Regions from separate parts of the Gossypium arboreum genome. Here region 2 is linked to region 1. A link is a contact called in public Hi-C data. All regions are on one chromosome and are shown on one strand. Each heading gives the region's core, a stretch centred on a gene start, on an enhancer-like site or on the middle of the called end of the contact. The rest is flanking DNA. Distances are from core to core; before and after follow the strand shown. Region 1 holds the start of LOC108485746 (secretory carrier-associated membrane protein-like). Region 2 holds the start of LOC108466983 (helicase-like transcription factor CHR28).

Evidence for each region. A called contact is a pair of places that touch in the nucleus more often than the background predicts.
Region 2: a contact with region 1 is called in a Hi-C map of leaf, with 5 times the contacts expected there. The contact joins the promoter of LOC108466983 here to the promoter of LOC108485746 in region 1. A contact is called at or near these places in 2 of 5 Hi-C or Micro-C datasets (both in leaf).

The regions. Positions count from the first base shown.
Region 1 is chr6:42,392,674-42,396,815 of ASM2569848v2, forward strand. It overlaps LOC108485746 (secretory carrier-associated membrane protein-like), which reads right to left and starts at 1,528. Exons shown (of 12, transcript XM_017789590.2): 1 at 1,269-1,528; 2 at 1,054-1,161; 3 at 903-965; 4 at 155-188. The coding sequence starts at 1,331.
Region 2 is chr6:42,940,028-42,943,942 of ASM2569848v2, forward strand. It overlaps LOC108466983 (helicase-like transcription factor CHR28), which reads left to right and starts at 1,443. Exons shown (of 12, transcript XM_017767416.2): 1 at 1,443-2,086; 2 at 2,582-2,657; 3 at 2,780-3,106; 4 at 3,231-3,915. The coding sequence starts at 1,925.

The DNA of each region.
Region 1 (4,142 bases), core at 278-2,777:
CAATCATTATTTTATATATGTATTTTTAAAACCAAGAAGCTGCATTGCAAATTTAAGAATAAAAACATCAAACCTGCTAAAATGAACTTGAAGAAGCTTAAATACCCAGAAGAGAGAGATTAAATTTGCAAAAAAATTTAGTGGCAAATATTACCTCGTGCTAGAGCTTCTTCTTTCCTTTTAACTTCCTGATGAATGCATGTCCGCGAAAGATGGTAATGAGTAAGAATTACGAACAAGGGCAATTCAATGATTCATCTACTGCTAAAGGCCATTGCGTAAGATATATACATACATACATGAATATGGTGACTATGAATAGTATACGCTTTGACTTTTCATTATATAATTAATAAACAGTGTTGTTGATGGGATTTTGAACGTTCGGAGAGACTTTGTGAAATATTGTCCACCAGGGTGACGGCTAACAGATCTCTTCCACAAGTTCGAGCCGGAATGTCTATGTTTGATTTTATACTTAAGTTTTATCTCTCGAATTTGTTTCAAAATGACTCTGCTGGAGCCTGGAGTTCAAGGAATAGTGAGTTTAGAGGGGTGAGTGAAGGAGAACTCAACATTTGCTCTTGATGGGATTTGAACTCTTACTTTCACCTAACAACTACAAGACTAAGGAGGATGCTATTTGTGGGTAAGATTGACATCTCACACTGAGTGTACGGTGGAATCCATGGGAAGTTAAAATTCTGATTTGATAGTAGTATAGGATTCAATTCTTACTTTTTCATTTTAACGCATTAACATGATTTGGACTAATCTCTCTTACTAACAAGTAATAACAGTAAGGAAAAAAAGTCAATTTAAAGCAAAATTATGAAGTGATAGTACAAGGAATAAAAACATAATTTGGCCAAGTTTTTAACATGTTTGTAAAGATGTATTACCTCTTCCCTCCTTCTAAGTTCAGCTTCCTTGGCCTGGAGTTCTCTCTCTTTCTGCTTCAAATTCTACATTTCAAGCATCATAATACATATAGTCAGAAAAAAGCTGATGTGATGAGTTGGACAACATCCAGAAAAGTGGGTTTGAAATTACCGTGGGATTATCAAGATTGATCTCAATGACTGGATTGCGATCATAATTGTAGCTGACAGGTTCAGGAGGAAGAGCTGGAAGCCTTGAGTGCGAATATTGTGAAGGGTTCTGCATGTTTACCAATTATCCAAACTCATAAACTACGTACAGATTCTATATATATGTGTATAGGATAAATTATAAATATAGAGTGGATGGAGAGATATGAAACTCACGGAAAAAGGATTAACTTGATCTTCTTCTTCGTCAAAAGGGTTCCTATCGCGGTAACCAGCCATGGTTCCTTTTCTTGTTCTTGGGATGTGAAGACGACATTTTGTTTACCGAGGGAGAAGTGGTGTTATATAGAGAGAGAAAGAATTTACAAAGTTTGTCTTTGTTGGGATGTACCATTGCGTTGAAGCCAAGGCGAAAAGGAATTTGAGAGACGAGAAGAGAAGGACGGCAACATGGTATATATAAACTACTCTTGTCTTAACTTTCGGATTCATCGAAGAAACTCAGTGTTTTATAGCTTGTTCAGTGTTTCTATTGGAGAGTGACCTGGTAAACAACAACATCTAAGCACGTTATTTCATAGGAAGATAAATGCTTTATCTTCTTTCATCTAAATAAACAGTACGCCTCTACACACAAAATTCGAATCCTAAATAACCAAATTAAGTTAGGATTATCTTTAAACTAAAAACGCCATCAACATTGTTTTGGTCTCTTGGTGTTTTTTTATTGTGCTTTGTGGTATCGATTTGTTTCAGTATACTATTTTAAATTGATCTATATTCTTTAAAAAATTTTAATGTATAAATATATTTATAAATATCAAATTAATAATAGTAAATCAATCTCAAAGATAAAATATTTATCAATTATTTAAATTACTCATTTATAAACTCGACAAATAAAAATCTATCATTCAAATAAATCTAAAATTAATAATAAAATCCATAAAAATCTAAGGATTTAGCTTTTTTTTTGCTGGATTTTTTCTTTGATAATCTTTATTATATTTAAGTTTTATTAGATTTTAAATGTGAATATATATATATATATATATTTTATATTTTAAGAAGGAAGGAAGGCTTGGAAGGTTCTTCACAGTTCTTATTTTCCTATTGGAAATCCCGTTTGAGGATATCCGCCCAAGTCCATTAACAAATCAGCCCAAATTTGGGACATTTGGAGGAGACCACCTGTCTCAGCTAAAGCTTTTTTATCTTCTTCTCTTTCACGACAAAACCGTTTCCCTTAAGAAATATTGCCTCCATTTCAACGCCGTCACCGCTGTCGGAGTCTCGATCGGTTACCGTCGATTCGCTATCCTTAACTGCCCGACGTCTGCGGAACCGCAACAGGACCTCCTGAACGTGAGGGAGACTACCGCTGTCCAATAAAGATGAGTTTTTTTCTCTGCCTTTTTTCGATTTAACTAAACGGGTTGTGGATGGTGAAGTTGAAGTGGCCGAATGGTTGTTGGAGGCTTGTGGGAGAGGGTTTAAGTTTGGTTTAGGGGTTAGTTGAGAGTTGATAGTGGTGAAGATAGTGATGGAGGTGGGAGCCTTGGTTGTTTGGGGATGAAGTTGGGTTAGTGAGGTGCTAAGGGCGGTTTGGTGGGTTAAGGGTGTAGTCGGATGGTTTTGAATCTTGAGGGAAGCTGAAAAAGAATGTTTTTCTTGCTCTGAATTCATAAAAATGCAGCTAACCTCTTTTTGCTTGATTTTTGGATGCTGCTATAGGAGCTAGGAGAGAAGGAGCATGAGCTCCTCATAGAGCTGCGGTGGCATGGCTGTGCTGTGCTGTGCTGGCCTCGTGCGGAATGGTGCCGAGGAATGTAAGCGGTTGTTGCCATTTCCTTGTGCAGGTAGCTGGCCTTTTGGAGGAGACCACCTGTCTCAACAGTTGTTTGAAATTTGGGATGTAATTGTCAACCTTGTGAAGTTTTGGGCTTTTATTGTAAATTTTCAATTTTTGATTTTTTTAAAATCTTGATTTTTTGTATTTTTGTTAAAAAATATTTTTAACGAAATACTTTATAAATAAAAAAAATGAAATAAAATAAATAACTGAATGGGCCAAAAGTAAAATAAATATCATCCAAATGTCCAATTAACTCAAAGTTATGTTAAATTAGTGAGGCATGCACTTCAATTTTTTTTTTTTACAAAATGTAACGCTAAAATCTCAATTTGAATGAACATTAATCTGACATATTTAACAAGTTATGAATATTTGTATTCTTAAACTTGACAATTAAAATTAAGTTAAATTGCATTTATCACAAAATATTAATTTAGATTTGGACAAAATTTAATGTTTGCATATCTACACACCAATGGGATTGATTACGTGCACGGATGCGCAAAAAACAAATAATTTTATAAAATAATTTAAAGTACAGTTTTAATTGCAAGTGTACAATGTCAATTGTAATATTATAGTGTCCAATGAAACGAAACACTGAAGTATTCCAAAGGTTGAACCCAAAGGAGTCGGCGATTAAGTGATTTCTAAACTACAGAAATGCAATTAAAAGAGTCTAGTTGACTAATCACTAAATAATTATATTACGACAAGTCATACAAAGGGTTAATTACACTAATTAACTACCTAGAAATGTAAAAGGATTAAATTGTAAATCTAGCAAGGTATGAATCTAACAAATATGATAACAAACAACGGTTGGTTAACCTTTGAATTAGCGATCTAAATAACTAATACTCCTAAATTGGTCTAATTTTATCTCTCGGGCTCAATTTTACCAAGTTAAATAAATTAGTTTAGTTTATCTCTCGACCTCATCGAAGTAATTTAGGATTATCAAATTGGTACTCGATAAGATCTCCTCTCGATCTCACTTATCTTAATTTTCCCTTAAGGGCGTCAATCCTAAGTTTTGAATTCTATTCAATTTAGTCCAAATTTTACGATTTAATCCCTAAACCCAAAAATCAACTTCCCTACATTTTCATCAACCAACCACCTATGATTTAACTATTCATGCTTATATCTACACACATTAACAACATATAATCAATCACAAATGGCATTAACTTAATCACAAATCAAGACAATAAAAACTTAAGCTTTTTTTC
Region 2 (3,915 bases), core at 193-2,692, 550 kb after region 1:
TATAGTATATAACATATTCAAAAAATAATAATAACACAAATAACATTAAAACAAAGAAAAAAAAACACTTACACGATACATCGATATGTATCGAGGTTAAACTAACTGGTTAAGGTCAAGTTCGTATTAGTTGAAGTACAAAACTATTGACGAAATCTTCGAAAATACCCATGATATATCCGTAAGTGTCGAGGTTAGGGTATGGTTATCTCATCATAACCTAAATGGTGGGAATCATATTGCATGATGAATCTCTAGTATAAAAGTAGGACCTTGGCACTTATGGATGTCGAGTTTTCTTCAAAGATTATCCGCATGGACCTTCAAACCCATTAATGTTAAGTTTGCTTAATCTTGAATAATAGTTAATATTTAATACACTGATAATGTATAATTCTATGCATCATCGGTTACTGAAATAATGACACATCATCATAAAATTTTAAAGCTAAATTAATTAAAATTCATTTTAGCGATGTATCACCTCTTTATTCAATTGTGATGTATATATTATTCATGCATGAAATATTAATATTTAGAAAAAACACATTTAGAAATAATAATTGTGAAACATCCAATTTTAAGAAAAAAATGCAATTATTAACACACAATTAAGGAGTATATTAACACACATGTAGAACTCCTCTAACTCTCTTACCAACTATGTTTTTGTTTTTTATAAAAAGGTAATTATTTAATATTAATTATTATTAAAAATACAAGTTGCTCCAACTTTATTTTGTCTTGTCTTCAAAAAAAAAAAATGGAAGAAGTCAACAATGGCTTACAGTTCTGTTTTCACCACAAAAGACCTGCATAAAAACAAAGAATAATAGGAAGCAAGTTACTAAGAATATCGAGGAAAGAAAAAAGCTTATGTTTCCATAGCTTTTTCATTTATTTGACTTACATTAAAAGAAACAATGATTATTGATATTTTAAGATATGATACCTAATGATGCGTTTAACATAATGTTATTGTTTTTAATGTAGCACATCATGTTTTTCACGTAGAGGACAATCCCGTTGTTATGTAAATCTGAAATTGATGAAAAGTAAGAGAAAGAGCACATCCGAAGCGACGTAAATTCCCCGACATCCACCCACGAAATCTCCGGTTATTCCTAGGTAAATTTAATTGGGAATAATTTTATCTTCTTTTTATATCAAATAAGCTCTTTTTACAATGCTTTAATCAAAACTAAATTGTAACACTGAGAAAATCAAATGAAATGGTTTGTTGAGACGATTTATATCTATCTTTGTAATCAGATAAGTATAAATTATCTTCTAACCAAAATCAAATCTAATCGCTAATTCACGGTGTTTTTTTTTTTGGGCATCCATAGTCATCCTTGTACAAATCACGCGCCAAAAATCAAATCATGCGCGTTTTACTCGCGTGTCTCTTCCACCGACTTCCGCAACTTCGCTATAAAATCATCCTAAATAAAAAAAAGTAAAAAAGAGAGTCCAATACGACGTCGGATCCTTGATTGACACCCCTCTTATTGTCTTCTCCGCGCCGTCCTCCGTCCTACCGAAGAAATTGAGACAATTTATTTATTTAAGATAATATATAAATTTTTTTTATATAAATGGGAAACTCTAAAATTCGTCTGCGCAAAAGTCTTTCTACAATAACCAATCCTTATTTAATCCCAAAAAGGAGCCACCGCATTCTTTCACGATTCTCTTACATTTGTTTTTTCTTTACAAAAAGTCGCATCTAATTTTAAGACCGCCAACGCCAACTGTCGAGGAAACTTCTCTCTAATTTCTTCGTTGAAGTGATGCGATTCGTGTTGATTGGATCCAATACTTTGTTTCTTTATGTCCGGTAAATCGGCTGGGTTTCACAACTGCTTTTTTTTTAGGGTTTCTAAAAGCAAGTAAGGGTTCTCGGTTTCTTTCTTCTTGTTTGATGTTGATGATGGGGGAAGATAACCGCAATGATAGCTTCGGAATCTTGTCAAGTGGCGATCTCTCGGCTGATTATAAGTTTGATGATTTCGTTGGGGATGGTATGTGCATCGATCTCGACAGCATCAATCGTATTCTTGAGGAGAACTCTGATCCTCCGCAGGTAGTTACTTTCTTTTGCGGTTTAATTTGGCGCCACTTTTAGGGTGTGGAGTGTGAAGATTTTAGTGGAATCCTACTCCTTAATTGTGAAATTTTGAAAGGGAATTTGTTGTATAGATCACGTACTCTTCATTGGAAAGCCTAGGAAATGAGTCAATGGTTGCTTATTTTAGCTGATTTTTTGAGAACATAGTTCATAGCTTGTTTGAGATTGAATGAAATTAAACTTACTTTATTTGGAACTATTGCATTCTACTATGATTATTTTGGAATTTATTTAACTCAAGTACTTCCTTGCTTAATTTGTGAATCTGGAACCCAAATTCATCTCATAAATTGTAATTGACTTTGCGTACTTTCACTCTTAAACTCGAGGTTATAGATTGTGGAACTGATATTTCATGGCTTTTTGTTAGCCCTTGTTTCTCGGTAAAAGTTCAATCTCGTTTTCTATTCTTTTACTAGATAGGTTATTCTTTCTTTTGTTAAATTGCAGAGTAATCCAGAAGAACCATCGCTTAGAAATATGTCTCAAGGGGACTCAGATCTTGAATCCATCCAGCTTCAAAGTGGTAAAATTTCTTTGCACAAACATTTTTCTAAGTTTCTGTTTTTTATATATATAATGAAAATTTGATGATATTTCCTTGCTTGGGGTTTGAAGAATCGCCTTGCTCGGGGTTTACTTTTGCAGATTGTTTAAGAAATAATTCCGATGATTCAGATGCTAGGGCAGGGTCTACTGGTGGCTCCTTTTATTATCATGGGAATTTAGAACTCTCTGCACATGATTGTTCACCGGTCCAAACATCCTCTGCAAGTTTTAAAGAGTGGTCTGCAATTTGTCAAGGGACCTCCTACAGAGAGAGAGTTGAGATTCCCAGCTGTAGTACAGCATCTAGTTTTTCTGAGATAGATGGCAACCATGTGTTAGATCATGGAGATAATTTAAGATTTGATCTTGTGGATGATAAAACTATCTCATTGTTCATGAATACTAGAGAGGAGTTCGGCTACAAAAGTATGTTACCCACTTGCTACTTCAATCTAAACATTGTCATTAGTTGTACATTTTGAAATTTTTTCCTATTGCTGTGCTCGAGTTTTTTAGTGGAAATGCTGACTCTTGTTTACTGAATATTCAGATGCTTTGCACAGCCCTGCTGATGAGAATACAAACTTAATATTTGATCAGTATGATCCCTGTTCAGTTATAAGTTGTTACATGAATGGAGATGATGCATATTTTGCTGATTCCTCAATGCAACACTCGCCTGGTTCCCTAAATTTTATGTTTGATGAAAGTAAGGAGGGTGAAGTTGTGGAATTTCCCACTGAGAGTGCATGCTCCAGTAGTAGGATAATATTCAATTCTCAGGGTGAGATTGATAATAGGTCCGTGTCACAGCTCTCAATGAATGGTTTCTCTGATGTAAAGAAACATCATTTTGAAGGTGAAGGGAATGGACATGTTTTACCAGCCTATGGAAAATTTTCATACACTGCCAATGATGGACTCTTTGATGACAAAGGTTCGCTGCAGCCATTCACTCATTCTCAACCTTGCATTTCAAATAACAAACAAGCAGTTTATGGAAAGAATGAAGATAACAAACTGATCACATCTGGCAATATTTTCTCCCATTCTGCTGAACCTTTAGACGAAGCTAGCTGGAGAAAGTCTACTAACAGGGTTGCTGAGTCATTATCTCTTGACGAAGCCTCAAAGCAGTCATCTGATATTTATCCTTCTATATTAAATCAGGATTTTGTGGTTAATGGCAAGGATGCTCATCATTACAATCATGACATTAATCTAAATGTTAGTAG